Linked DNA regions of Mus musculus: regions 2, 3, 4 and 5 are each linked to region 1. Evidence: chromatin contacts called from public Hi-C data. All regions are on one chromosome and are shown on one strand. The core of a region is the stretch at or near the end of the contact, and the rest is flanking DNA. Distances in the headings are between cores, read along the strand shown.

Region 1 (2,700 bases), core at 79-2,578:
TATTTCTCAGAGTCTCAAGTCTCTCCTCCCTAGGACACTGTCCTAAGAACAGTAGAAGATTTCTCTCCAATAGTCAAGAGAGTGCTTTATTTCATTTTATTTCTTCCTCCAAAGGCATGCTTATAGATCACCCTGAAATACGCTAATCTCCAGTAGATATGGCAGCTCACTCTAATCCCAGCACTTGGGAGGCTGAGGCAAGGGATCCCAGTGAGTCTCCCACACAGCCTTCGAGACAGGGCCAGTTCCCCATCAGCCAGGGTGAAAAATGGAACTGTGCATTGAACACACCAACAGAAGAACCCTGACTTGAAGCTTGCTCTCTCCCCAGCGTTAACGGCTTTAGCTTCGTTTGAAGCTATTTGACTGGGGGCCACCCCGACACTCAGTGTCCTTGTCTAGAAGTAGAATCCTAATGGGCCTGCTAGCAATGGCTCTGGGTTGACAGGGATTCATTTTATGAATGAAGTCTTAGATTAGACTAGATAAGAATGGTGGAAACGCTAAAACAGAGTTTTCTATCCGGTTTAAACACACACACACACACACACACACACACACACACACACACACATCTCAGCTCTCGTTCGAGATGACCCCTGAGCTCTCCTGGTTTCTGCTAATGTTCCCGATAGCCATTCACTTCCTGGTTGTTTGCCTCCTCGGCTCTGATTGGCCAGATTCCAGTTCACTTGGGAGCTGTGTTATGAAGACCTTGAAGGCTCCAGGAAAAGGAAAAATTCCCTCTTCTCATTCTTCTCTCCATGAGCTCTTCAGCCAAACCCACCCTTACCCTTTAAGACGCAGACGGGTTCAACCTCGGATGCCGTCGCATCCATTCTAGACCTATCCTTTGTCCCCAGATCCTGGCATCCAGAGCATGGTGTGGCCTCTCACACTGAGAGGTGGGGCCTGCAACCCAGGTTTTGACTCCGACCACAAGACTCTGCGTTCATTCAGTGTCTCCCCCCCCCCCCCCCACACACACACACACTTCACTCCACTACCACATTCATCTGTCAAGTGCCCTCCCCACCCGACACACAGACACGCAGACTCACGGACAGACACAGCCTTCTCTCCCGTCTCTCCCTCCACCCACGTCTTTTCCCTTGAGCTAGATCTGGGGGCGGGGTGAGAAGAAAGCCAAATGTCTTCCAACCACAGAGTAGTGACAGTGTTGTCCTTACAACACCAACCAAAGATCTAATTTTTTTTCCTTTCCTGAATGCCTAAAAGGAGTTGGAAAACCCGAGGGCACCATTGCCTTGTTTTCTGCTCAATGGAGTCTGGCCAGAATCCACCCACAGCTAAACAAAGCATCCTTTCTTGTCCCACTGAAGTTCTCAAAATCTGGCCAGCCTGACACCCACCCAGAACAGCCCCTTGACCTGACTCCTGCCTTCGTCCTCCATGCCTTTTGATGGCATTGTTCAATATTCAAAATCAGACCCAAAGTGCCTGTCCACACCCTAGTCTGAAAGACCAAGAACAGAATTTTAAAATAATAATAATAAATAAATAAAATCTGTGGCCTAACCAGTGGTTGGAGCGCCATCTGCTGGCCATTTTATAAGCAGCGCCTCCCTCACCAGCCCACATGGCTCTAAGTTCCCGTATTTCAAAGTCTTTTCGGAGTTTAACTCCGAGAGAGTATAGCTTCAGGCGTGGGAACTTGTGCTTTTAAGTACGTTAATATCCCATTATTCTATTATGGGAATACGCATTTAGGAATAAAGGCTCTTTTTAAAAAATCTTTTATTCCTTTTCTTTTAAAGCTATTTAAAGTCTCCATCAAACATCTGGGAGGGATGATCTCAGCTTACAACGGCTTTTATTACTGTCACACTTGTTCCTACTACCGTGATAATGATTGTGGCATTGTATTAATCAATAAATCATAACGAACTCGCTTTTTACACACTCTTAACACAGACCCCCAGACCAGTGTGTGCCCGGGTTTGCAGGAAAATTTATGATTCTGGGTGGGAGGGAGAAGGAGACTATAACACAACAAAGACCAAAATAAATAAATAAAGAGGGAGGATTGCTTTTAGAAAAAAAAAAGGAGGAAGCTTTTTTCTAAAAGAGACTCTCGGCTTGGGAAGGCAGATTTGGGACTGAGTTAATAAATGCCTCTCCTATCTGCTTAGTCAAAGGAGCTTACGTCCCTTTAGCTGGGATTTTTTTTTTAACCTCATTAAAAATCAAAGGGAAAGCATGGGAATTTTCCTCTGTAAATATTTTGCCTGTCCTCTGAGGAGAGAAAACAGAAAATCACCTGTCTCAGTCGGTGCCTTCTTTCGAATTCACTTTGGCCAAATACCTTAGGCAGTCAGGGTGATGGAGAAGAATTGGGGAAGGGGGGGGGGGCTTATGCCTGTCAGCAAGTGTGTCCACCAAGTGTGGGTTTGGGTAGCCATAGGGAGCACGTGGCATCTACCCCTTTCGAGTCTGCAGCTGCCACAGCACAGCACATCCTGAGGAAGGGCTGGCTGAGTCACACGAACCCTGTGGATTCTAGAAGCCCCTTTCCCTGGGCTTCTCTAGGACCCACCCATCACTCTGAGCTCTCCATTGGTCCACCATGGGGGATTTGGTCCACATTCGTCGGGTGTTCTCAGCTTCTTCATCAGATTCCTTCCTCTCTAGTTCTTGAGCTAAAACCCCGTTTATAAGAAAGTCAGGAGCCTGGGAAAC
Region 2 (2,700 bases), core at 22-2,521, 660 kb before region 1:
TCAGTTCCACCATGGTTTCTCTCATGAAACCCAAGCATACGGTGTCTTCAGCAATAGCTATGGTGAACTACCAAGGGCAATGGCTGTCTCCTGTGCTGTTTGTAGGGACTCTAGGTCTTTTAGGGAGCCTTGGAGCTCCCATCTCATAGGTGTCATTTCTCTATGGATTACTCCGTGGTTTGCTGTGATAAATTAGAATGTGCACATAACAAATACTGGATTCTATAAGTGAAAATGAATATCAGAAGCTTAATAGAAAAATGTTATTTGCATTTCCGAAAGGTAGCTCTCTCCCTCTCTCTCTGTCTCTCTCTCTCTGTCTGAGATAGGTTCTCCCTAGGTAGCCCTGGATGGCTTGGAAGTCCCTATGTGGACTAGTCCGGCCTCAAACTCACAGAGTTCCAATTGCCTCTGACTTCCATGTGCTGGCCTTAAAGGCATGTTCTATCACACTTTGCCTATTTTTTTAAAATATATTTTATTGCCTTTGTACACTAAAATATAAAATTTTACTTTGTAGCCAAGGATGACCTTGAATGTCTGATCCTCCTGTCTTTGCCTCCTGAGTGCTGGGATTACAGGGTCTGGCCACCCTGCCTAGTATCTGTGGTGCTGAAGATATAATTCAGGGCTTTGTGCATGCTAGGCAAGTACTTTACCAACTGAGCTATAACCTCTTCCCCCACCTTTTGCTGATGTTGTTTGAGTTTCTCCTGCCTCTGTTTCCCAAGCACTGAGATTACAGCTGAGTACCCTACCTGGGCTTGGACAAATCTGCCGTTCATGCAGCCAGGGGCATCTGGAGGCTAAAGACCACATCCTTTCCTATACTTTCCACAGATGAATATCGGTGATTATAAAAATGTCCTATTCCTTGGTTGGAAGGAAAGATAACTCACAATTATTGCTTTTAAAAAGCACATCTCTTAAACTATATAATTTTCATACAGTAAAAAAAAAAAAAAAAAAAAACCAAAACAACATTTACCCTTTTAAGGATGTGGTCTGATGGCCTTTGCACACGTTCATCCCTCCAACCAGGAGGACATTGCAGCCACTCACAAAGCCTCCTCTGTCCACCTCAGGAGCCCATCTCTCCCTCTCCTATCGTCCACCCGGAAACCACCGATCTGCTCTCTTGGTTCTTTCAGAGCTGATGTTTTCAGGATGTCACAAGAATGGAAATTCTACGAGGCGACCATCTGCACCTGGCTTCTCTCACTTGGAGTAATAAATGCTTTGAGATTCATCTGCATTCTGCAAGTCCCTCCGTTTGATTTTTTTTATTACTGTGTAATACTCCATTATATAAACACAGCACAGTGAGTGTCTGCAGCCAGCAGGTAATAGGCATTTGGGTTGTTTCCATAAGCCAGGGTGTTATAAATAATGATGATATAAATACTCAGACTCTTGTGAGGACACACATCTTTATTTCTACTGGAATTTCCGGGTTAAACTATCCATGTTTAATTAACATTATGAAAAGTGGCAAATGTTTCTCTTAAGTGTCCTAACATTGTCTTCTGAGGAACTGGCCATAGTGGAACCTCTTACCTAGATGACCTCATTTCAACAGGGTCATCTCTTTATGTCTCCAAATGAGGGGACAAGCTCTGGGTGCTGAGAGTCAGGACTGGAGCATGCAGATTGTCATAGAGGGAGACATGGTTTGCCTTGTCCTCCATCTGGACAGAATTCGAGGGATTCCATCTCTCTAACATCTTTGCGCTCTCTGGCTGTGATAGGTCTGTTTACTCCTGGTCTTTCTGGCAGTCTGAAGAACTCACTGTGTTTCTATGAACTCACTTTTATGACTCTGGGACTTTGTGAGTTCACACATCCTTATCGCTAAGAAAATCCAAGGTTGTTGTCCAGTCTACATAGTGACTGTGCCAGCCATCGCTAAAGACCGTATGACTGTGGAAGAGTCCAGGAAGGTCGGGATGGAGCTGTGCCCCCTGCACAATGCCCTTTGCCAAGCTGGTGATGTGTTTGCTTAAACAGTTGAGGAGTGCTGGGTCTGCTTGAACCACGTGCAGCAACCACTCGGGGAGACTGAGAACTCCTGCTTTCTCAAGAGCCGGGGGAGGACTATGGGAAGCAGCAATAAAGCAATATAGGATGGGGAGGGAAAAGAGCCAGTATATGGACAAGAGCTACCTTTCATAGGGGAAGAGATGGGGGTGACTACCTGTTGGGCTTTGTGATCCAGGCAGCTTCACCTAGCACAGGTGAGGTTGGAGATAAAATTGGATATTTCCCCCCAAGATACAACATAGAAGAAGAAGCAAGATGATAGGCCTGTTAGTAATTCTTTTCCCAATCTTTATATCTATCTATCTATATAGTATTTATTCTACTATCTGTCTGGCTATCTGTCTACCTATCTATCTATCTATCTATCTATCTATCTATCTATCTATCTATCTATCTATTATCTACCTATCTATCAAGCAATCATCTTTCACTTGTCTATCTTATCTATTTATCTATTATCTATCTATATACCCGCCTATCTATTATCTATCTATCTATCTATCTATCTATCTATCTATCTATCATCTATCATCTGTTTATCTTATCTATTTATCTGTCTATTATCTATCTGCATACCTATCTACCTGTCTATTATCTATCTATCCACTTATGTATTATCTATCTATCTATCTATCTATCTATCTATCTATCTATCTATCA
Region 3 (2,700 bases), core at 195-2,694, 600 kb before region 1:
CCTGCATGAACTTATGTGCACCACTGTGCATTCGGTGCCTGAGGAGACCTGAGGGCATCAGATCTCTTGGGACTGAAGTTACAGGTGGTTATGCAATGGGGTGGGGGTGGGGGAACCTGACTCCTGTCCTCTGCAAAATCAGTAAGTGCTCTTAGCCAACAAGCCATCTCATCAGTCCCCATAATTCTTATTTAGGTAGTGTCCTGCAGTAGATGGGGCCTAGGGTCTCATGCATATCAAGCAAGTTTGGCTTGAACTCATTAGGTAGTCCAAGCTGGTTTCAAATTTGGGATGGTCTTGCCTCAGTTTCCAGGGTGCTAGGACTGCAGGTGCTTGCACCCTCAGGCCTGGTTTTGCTTTTGTTTTAAGTTGCTATTTATTGAGGTGATTTGTTAAGGATGAAAACAACATTTCTGTTGTTTGTTTGTTTGTTTGTTTCCAAACAGACTGAGAAATCAATGAGTGTACTGGTTCACAGACTTATTGCTAGATTTTAGGCCAATAGGATCTTCTCTCTCGGAACCTCTGTTTCCCCACCTGTAAAGTGGAAAGCTGGTGGCTGTGAGGAAGGGGTCAGTGGGAAACACAGGCAAGGCGTGGGGCAGAAGGTTTGGTAGGATCACAATGAATGTTATAGCATACCAGGCAGAGTGGTCACAGTGGGCTACAGGGAAGATGTAGTTGTTGTCAAAGTTACCATCAGTTCCAGGTCTAAGACTAACAGCCTTGGTGCTGCAGAAAGCTCTCATTTCAGTGTGTGAGAGAGGCGATCAGATGGGGGAGCAAAATGAAGGCTGGTCCTAACAAGGGGTGAGGGGAGACCCCACACGATGATAACGGACATACATAGGAAAAGCCCCTCACCTCTCTCTTGACACTATTTACTTTCTTTTCTTCCCCTCCTCAACTTCCTTTCTTATTGGGCCAGTGAGGGTCACACAGTCCAGGTTGATTGCAAACTTGTAAGGCTGACCTTGAACTCTTGGTCTTGAACTCTGCCTTCGACATCTGGGTACTGGGATTATAGACATGCATCCTCAGTATGTCAGGTTTATGCTGGGGGAGTGGGGGCAGAGTTTTGTGTCTGCTAGTCAAACACCTATCAGCTAAACGACACCCACAGCCTCTGGCCCCCTCTTTAGAGTAGACGTTTGTGGCCTCTGTTATCTCTGGTTTAGGAGCAAAGGAAGCAGTCTTGAGTTAAATGAAAAACCTACGCTACCCTTCCCTCTGTATATGGTCTTGGACACATACATAGCGTATGTAGTCTGCCTGGAGCTCAGCTTTGCTGCTCTTCACTGGTTTTTAGCACTTGAACAAGACTGAGTTTGGTCCTAAATCTGACACTAGCACACACTTTCTGGGTGCCATGCGTGTTACCATGGTTACCCGCTTTTATGATTTGAGGCTCCGAGCTAGTTCCTCTCTTCTGGAAAAGTTCTGTTCCCATGGAAAAGATGGCTCCAGGAGAGATGAATCCAAGTTTCCCTTCCCACACATCCCCAGCGCAGGGCCCTTCTGGACTTCAAAGGGAAGCCCCACCAGGAAGCTGGACATGCTGTAAGTTCAGCAGGGGGAGAGATGGGAGCTGGCTTCAAGGACTGTTGAGCAGCTGTTTGACATCACACCAGGGTGGCCGAGGCTTTGGGGCCGAGCCTGTTTACTCCTCACAGATAACATCTCGAGTGGACCATGGGGAAGGATTGGGAGGATGCTCGGGGTCAACGTTCACCTTTGTAGTTGTTTAAATATCGATAATAAGGCATGTGAGGCGGCCTGGCCCCGGGTGAGGAGCCAGCGATGTGTTTGGAGATATCCGCACACGTTCACTAGGCAACTTCAGTCGGGGGCGTCTGCAGTCTCTTAGCGGAGCCAGTGAAGTTTGGCCATCATTCTTCAACTTGAGAAGGAGCTCGGTAACTCCTCATTAACAACCCTCCTTGCTCCAAACGCTTTCTGACACAGCAGAATGGCTCCCCATCTGTATCAAATAAGCCAGTGAATTTACCAGGAGGCCGTGCTCTCTAACCAGGCGCGATGAGAACAAGATGCTAATTGGCTTTCAGGAAACAAGGCTTTTCATGGACGGAGATGTTATGGAAACAACCGAGGGAAGAAAAAAAAAACGGCAAACCAGAACAATGGCTCTCCTTAACTGCAAGTTCTCCCCGAGTGTATTATAGGCTCATGTGCACTTCAATTTGCTCTCCCTAAGAAAGTTCCAGGAGGCCACATGTCTGCTAACTGTTTTGAAGCACAGACTAGTTTGTGGAACCCAATGTGAGAGAAGCCTCATTAGGGATACACTCTGGCACAGACCATGTAGGAAAGTAAGGGAGGACTCTTGTCAATGCACATAGAGTGTGGTAAAACTGGCATAGAGTCCATGAGCACTCCCTAGGCCCCGAAGGGGCTGAATGTCAAAGCTATCATAGTCAAGTCTAGAAATCGATGATTCTTCTTGGTTGCTGCCATGTTTTCTTTAGTTAACGATTCTTACTAGCAAAATACTATCGGTAAAACGAGTTTCAGTATGAGAGTTTTATACGTGCACATAAGGCACATAAAGTGTTTAGACCTTCTTCATGCCTTCACCCTGTGCTCCCCTGTTCTCCTTGTGCTCTCATGAATCGTCTTCCTCTTCCTAGCTGGTTTGCCTCCGACTGCCAGTGTGTGTGTGTGCGCATGTCTGTCTGTCTG
Region 4 (2,700 bases), core at 70-2,569, 640 kb before region 1:
CTTAGACTGTGAAATCAGCAGACTCAGAGCCAAATCATGGGGAAGAACTCCAAAGGATGCTGGGTCTGGCATGCATCATCCTTTGACTCAGGCCCTTTGACTAGGTTGACTGTTGTTTGTGCTCAGTGTATGCATGTGTGTGTGTGCATAGGTCTATGCGTGTGCCTAGTGAGTGTGCCTGGATGCCTTTGGAGTCCTGATGTTTGCCCTATCACTCTGCCTAATTTCCTTGAGAGACTCTTTCACTGACGTGGGGTTTGCCATTTTTTCAATCAGACTGGCTGGACAGCAAGACTCTTGAGAGCCCCTGTTTCTGCTGACCCATCTATGGAATCACAGGCAGGGGTGGCTTTTATGTGGGTCCTGGGATCCAAACCCAGTTTCTGCAGCACCTTATGAAACCTCATTGTGAATATTCGTGAGTACTTTATTTTCAATTATGCCCTATGTCCTCCTCTATACAGTTACCCCATCTCATCTCCCTAGCACCCCCTCCGTGGGTTTTAGTCATTACAAAGAGGACTCTGGATCATGTCTTTATTTTGGATGAGACTTTGAATTTTTTTTTTTTGCCAGTGACTCTCTATGTCGCTCACACTAGTGTCTTTACTGGTGAGGCAGCAATGCATGCACCATGCCTGAATTGCAGACTTTTTAGGTCAAACTTCCACTCTAGTTTGACATAGACACTCCTCCCCCACCTATGGAGAACCTAGGGCCAAGGGAAATCCTTTTGCGGAGCAGAAGGTCACAAAGCCGGTCCTGGGGATGCTGGGCTTAGCACCCAGACTTCTTGCTATCATTGGCCATCCTCTCGGCTTCTGATGCCATAAAGCGGGTTTTCTTCTCAGGGTGTGTTAACCCTGGTACATTGGGGGCAAAGGTCGCCACACACTGTAAGCCCAGTCGGCTACCATCCCTCTCCCCTCCTTTAACACGTAGGACGAACTTCAGGACGGCGCGATGCCATTATGTCAAAGACTGGCCCACCGCTGCCAGCAGCTTTCAAAGGTTTGGGGGTCTGCAGAGTCCCTGAAGAATTTTGGCTTGAAGCCCTCTTTCTCCTTCGTTTCTGAATCCAATGGTAGATTAGGCGAAATGGAATCCGTATGGTTCTGATTCATTTACACTTAACTCATCAAAATGTTCCTTTTTATGAGCTATTTGATGTCCAGAAAGCCTTTTGAGTAGATTTTATAAGCCTTTTAAAGACTTTTCTCTTAGAAACAGGCGGTTGCATTTTGCCAAGAATAAACAAACTTGAACCTCAGAAGTGCATCGCTTGCCAAGGATCCCGGGGCCAGAGGACAAGCTTACGAAGGCACCCTGTGCTCGCTCCTTTTCCAGTCCCTCCTCCCTTTACTGCTCTGGGTCCCACTTCCCTTCAGTCTCTTTGCAGAGGTTACTATTGCCTTATTGCCTTCGGTGAACTTTGATGCCCCTCCCCCTCTCCCTCCTCCCACCCAGCATGCCCTGTGGCATTGCTCTCATCAGAGGGGACCATGGCCCCAGAGTGCTCCCCTCTGTAGCTGTTCTGTGTCCTGCCTGGGAACCTTTGAACATGGACCTGAAAGAGATGCGGGCAGAGCCCTCTGCCCTCCAGCTGAACACTCTCCCCTGGTCATGTACAAAAGTCCCTTGTGACGTGTGCATGATCAGGTAGGGGAGACCTTCAGATCCTCTTGTGTTCCATGTTAGGAAACCGAGGCAGGAGGGTCTATGCGATTGCCTAAGACCATCTCACTCATTGAGGGCAAACTCCAAAGACATTTGCTTCATTTTCTTTGCTTCCCTCGCCTCCTAAGAATGACCCAGGAGGTCATGGATGGAGACTCGCTTTGGGCTAAGATATTTCATGGAAAGGAAAACTTGGAAAGCAAATCAAGGACAAATATGAGATTCCCAGCTTATCACCACACCAAGGCTCAGTGGCGATATTTTCAGTGGACGAAAAAGCTAAGCTGAGATACTGAACTCAATTCCACCTGGCTGTCCAGTTAAGACACTGAAAGATGTGAGAAAGGTGTGTATTGGGGCCCGGGGGTAGTATGGCTCAGTAGGCAGAGTCTTTGCTTATCTTGCATGAGATCCTGGGTTCCAACCCCAGCACAGCATAAAATGGGGTGGTGGTGGCTCAGATCTGCGTTCCTGGGACGTGGAAAGTGGAAGACTGGGGAACTGGAAGATCAAGATTATCCTCAGATACAGAGAGAATTTGAGGCTGGTTTGAGCTACTCAACAAACAGATAGACACAAACATACTTGCACACACACACACACACACACACACACACACCACTCACTCTCACACACACATACACTCACACACACTCTCAAATATACATGCACACACTCACTCTCTCACACACACATACTCATACACTTTCACACACTCACACAAACTCTCATACTCACACAGTCTCACACTTACACACTCTCACACACACACTCATACACACATACTTACATATTCTTACACACACTCCCTCACACTCACACTCATACACACTTTCACACACTCATACATCACACTCTTTCACACACTCACACAAACTCTCATACTCACACACACTCATAGACACTCTTACACTCACTCACACACTCATGCACACTCATATACACATACACACACACTCTCACATATTCACACACAGGGCAGAGAGAGCGCTGCCCGCTAGTATTAGAGAATAACTAGAACTT
Region 5 (2,700 bases), core at 91-2,590, 520 kb before region 1:
TTTCCCCCATCTGTTCCTGTCTCATCGTTTACACACCAGGCGCCTTGCATATGCTCTAAGCACAGACATTTAATTCTTAATATGTTACAATGAGTTCTGTACCCAACACTATTCAGTTAGCTTCTCCTCCATCAGAATAAAGTCCTCGACCCTATTTTGGGAAGATCCTTTTCTGGGGAATGAACCAGGGTCTCCTGTGTACTAGCAAGAACTCTACCAATGAGCTACAGCGCCCATTTCCCACACACACACACACCAGGTGCCCTGCAGTCACCCCCACCCCCTTTGCCCCCCCCACTTCTCATTTTTTTCATTTTGAGACAGAGCCTTGATAAGTTGCCTGGTATAGCCTTGAACTCACTCTGTAGCCCAGGCTGGCCTTGACTCTGGCTTTCAATCGAGCCAGCTAGAGGACAGAGACCCAGCTTCCTGGAAGGGCACCTGCCTTTCGTCCCCTTGCCTGGCCATAGTTACTTAGGACTGACTACGGTCTTAGTTATTTGCTTATTTACTGTCTTGTGGAGCCACGGTTAGCCTTGAACTTCTGCCCCGACAGGGACACCCCACTGCTGGTGTTGCGTTTATAACTAAACCAGCAACTGTTGGGACTTAACTCTAGGTCTGGCTAATAGAGTCTGAAGAAACTCACTAAAATTCATCCCCATGTGTGCAAGGAGGTCCCACATCTGGCTCCTTGGGCCCCATTCTCTTTGTTCAGACTCTTGATTCCCTTTGGCTGTGTCTCTCTCTCCCCAACTGCCTGGCCACTCTTCCCTCACAGTAGGGATTTAGCGTCTCTTCATCTCTCTGTGGCTCTGTGCCTCTGCTCTTCCCACCCAGGTCGTCCTTTCTCCCTACCTTTTCTCTCTCCCCTTCCCTCTCTCTTCTAGTTCCCTGTCTCTCTGCCCCTCTGTCTCCACCTAAGCTTCTTATCAATCTTAAACTTGACAGAGTCCCTTTATCTTGCCTCTTCCTGTCTGTCTCCTCCGGTCCCCTTTCTGTCTCCAGCCCTTCATCCACCACTCTTTCTGTCACTGTCTTTTCATCCCTGTGCTGACTGCTGTCCCCACCCCACCCCACCCCCAGCTCTGTCTCTCTGCCTCCTGTCCCCATCCAGCCCCCTTCTCTGTGATTTTCTTATTCTCACTCCCTGGATTTCCAATTGCACAGGCAGGCCCAGCCCAGGGTCTCTGAGCCATCCAGGGACTTCACGGACTCACAGATCACGAGTGAGGCCAGCAATCATTTCTGTAAGCAGGCATGAAGCTTCCATCACACCGCTCAGCCCAGCGGCTTCCCCTCTGCAGCCCCCTCCAGGCTGCAAAGTGCCCCCCCAACTTCCTGCTTCAGCAGCCACACAAGGCCTCATTCTAATCCTCTGATTTTGTCTGCTTAGTGTCTCTGCAGAAAGGGAAGGAGCAGAAAAGTAGCTTTTCTTTTATTTTATTTGCTTTCCTTCCCCCCCCCCCCCTCCTTCCTCCAGATAGCTCCCTGGGGGCAAAGCCTGGAACAGAGCAACAAATATTTACTAATTCCATTAAAGAAGGTTTTTTTTCTCCCCGTTTTTTTTTTCTTGTTTCCTTCCCAAGCGAATATTTGAGGCCCCAAGTTCATGGCAAGCCTCCCCCCCCCCCACAGTCCCTCCCCTCCTCTGCCCTACACACCCAGGACTTATATATAGTTCTCTCAGTACCATTTCTCCATTTTTTTTTCCCTCCTGGAGTTCAAGACAAGTTGAAGGGTCAAAAAGGCAGAGGGTGCTCTAGAAGTTTAGCAGACAGCTTTTGGTCCATGGGAGAGGAGGGAGAGAGAGAGAGAGGGAGAGGAGAGAGAGAGAGAGAGAGAGAGAGAGAGAGAGAGAGAGAGAGAGAGAGAGAGAGAAAGGAGGGAAGCGAGGAGGTTGGAGTCTGGCTCACATTAAGCCTAGAAGTTCCAGCCATTGATTCACCCTGGAATAATAGCTTTAAAAAATTTGCAATCCATGGTTTATTCATGAGGTTGTCTTTTTTCCTCCTCCTCCTCCTCTTCCTCCTCCTCCTCCTTTTGGTTAAATAGTAACGAAAGTTGCAGTTTGGTTCCCCAAGTGGGTAAACTCATCCTTTCTTTTGCCTTGGGTCTCTCAGGAAATGATGGGGAGAAACAGGCAAGTCAGGAGCTCAGAGTATCCTGGGTCCCCAGCACCAGACTCTCTGGAGGTCTCAGGGGAGCAGTCTTCCTGTCCTTCCAGTTTCTGACGGGACCAGGTACTCCTTGGCTGGTGGCTACCACTCTCCATGTCTGTCTCCATCTGCACACGAATTCACTCATGTTCAAGCAAGCTTCTGCTCCTTTTTTCCTTGGATTTAGGGAACACGGATTCTAAGATGATCTTATTATAAGGTGTGTGTATGTGTGTGTGTGTGTGTGTGTGTGTGTACATGTTTATATGTATGTGTATGTCTGTATGTTTGTGTATGTGTGTGTATATCTGTGTTTGTGTAATGTGTATGTATGTGTGTGTATCTGTGTGTATGTGTGTGCATGTATGTGTGTATGCATGTGTGTGTATATGTGTATGTGTGTATGTGTATATATGTGTAAGTGTACATGAGTGTACATATGTGTCTGTGTATGCATGTATATATGTGTGTGTGCATGTACATATGCATCTGTGTGTATGTGTATGTATGTATATATGTGTGTGTGCATGTGTGTGTATAT

The links. Hi-C and Micro-C count contacts between places; a contact is called where the count stands out from the background.
Region 2: a Hi-C map of the N1E-115 cell line shows a contact between it and region 1, with 6 times the contacts expected there. The contact joins two enhancer-like sites. A contact is called at or near these places in 2 of 484 Hi-C or Micro-C datasets (the N1E-115 cell line and uterus), 2 of 115 datasets of contacts at active chromatin or transcription factors (craniofacial prominence and embryonic midbrain) and 1 of 9 other capture datasets (embryonic stem cells).
Region 3: a contact with region 1 is called in a Hi-C map of uterus, with 6 times the contacts expected there. The contact joins two enhancer-like sites. A contact is called at or near these places in 1 of 15 datasets of contacts at CTCF or cohesin (stem cell-derived epiblast-like cells), 4 of 484 Hi-C or Micro-C datasets (all in uterus) and 2 of 115 datasets of contacts at active chromatin or transcription factors (craniofacial prominence and embryonic limb bud).
Region 4: a Hi-C map of uterus shows a contact between it and region 1, with 5 times the contacts expected there. The contact joins two enhancer-like sites. A contact is called at or near these places in 1 of 15 datasets of contacts at CTCF or cohesin (stem cell-derived epiblast-like cells), 2 of 484 Hi-C or Micro-C datasets (both in uterus), 3 of 115 datasets of contacts at active chromatin or transcription factors (craniofacial prominence, embryonic limb bud and embryonic midbrain) and 1 of 9 other capture datasets (embryonic stem cells).
Region 5: a contact with region 1 is called in a Hi-C map of uterus, with 3 times the contacts expected there. The contact joins two enhancer-like sites. A contact is called at or near these places in 2 of 15 datasets of contacts at CTCF or cohesin (the NIH/3T3 cell line and embryonic stem cells), 10 of 484 Hi-C or Micro-C datasets (cortical neurons, embryonic fibroblasts, embryonic stem cells and 4 more), 4 of 115 datasets of contacts at active chromatin or transcription factors (cardiomyocytes, craniofacial prominence, embryonic limb bud and 1 more) and 1 of 9 other capture datasets (embryonic stem cells).

Annotation. Positions count from the first base shown.
Region 1 is chr5:118,878,774-118,881,473 of GRCm38.p6, reverse strand. No RefSeq gene overlaps it. Among named protein-coding and RNA genes, the nearest start is that of Gm42015, 37 kb to the right of the region's middle. Within about 2 kb of position 1,328, at least 33 of the 459 cell types and tissues checked have an H3K27ac peak or open chromatin away from gene starts, as enhancers often do. A contact at or near this core is called in the N1E-115 cell line and uterus, where this site is marked.
Region 2 is chr5:119,539,137-119,541,836 of GRCm38.p6, reverse strand. No RefSeq gene overlaps it. Among named protein-coding and RNA genes, the nearest start is that of Gm31314, 13 kb to the right of the region's middle. Within about 2 kb of position 1,271, at least 1 of the 459 cell types and tissues checked has an H3K27ac peak or open chromatin away from gene starts, as enhancers often do. A contact at or near this core is called in the N1E-115 cell line, where this site is marked.
Region 3 is chr5:119,479,660-119,482,359 of GRCm38.p6, reverse strand. No RefSeq gene overlaps it. Among named protein-coding and RNA genes, the nearest start is that of Gm31314, 47 kb to the left of the region's middle. Within about 2 kb of position 1,444, at least 11 of the 459 cell types and tissues checked have an H3K27ac peak or open chromatin away from gene starts, as enhancers often do. A contact at or near this core is called in uterus, where this site is marked.
Region 4 is chr5:119,517,365-119,520,064 of GRCm38.p6, reverse strand. Gm31314 (predicted gene, 31314) reads left to right here. Exons shown (of 3, transcript NR_166577.1): 2 at 277-418; 3 at 943-1,270. Among named protein-coding and RNA genes, the nearest start is that of Gm31314, 9.2 kb to the left of the region's middle. Within about 2 kb of position 1,319, at least 4 of the 459 cell types and tissues checked have an H3K27ac peak or open chromatin away from gene starts, as enhancers often do. A contact at or near this core is called in uterus, where this site is marked.
Region 5 is chr5:119,399,416-119,402,115 of GRCm38.p6, reverse strand. No RefSeq gene overlaps it. Among named protein-coding and RNA genes, the nearest start is that of Gm42016, 75 kb to the right of the region's middle. Within about 2 kb of position 1,340, at least 15 of the 459 cell types and tissues checked have an H3K27ac peak or open chromatin away from gene starts, as enhancers often do. A contact at or near this core is called in uterus, where this site is marked.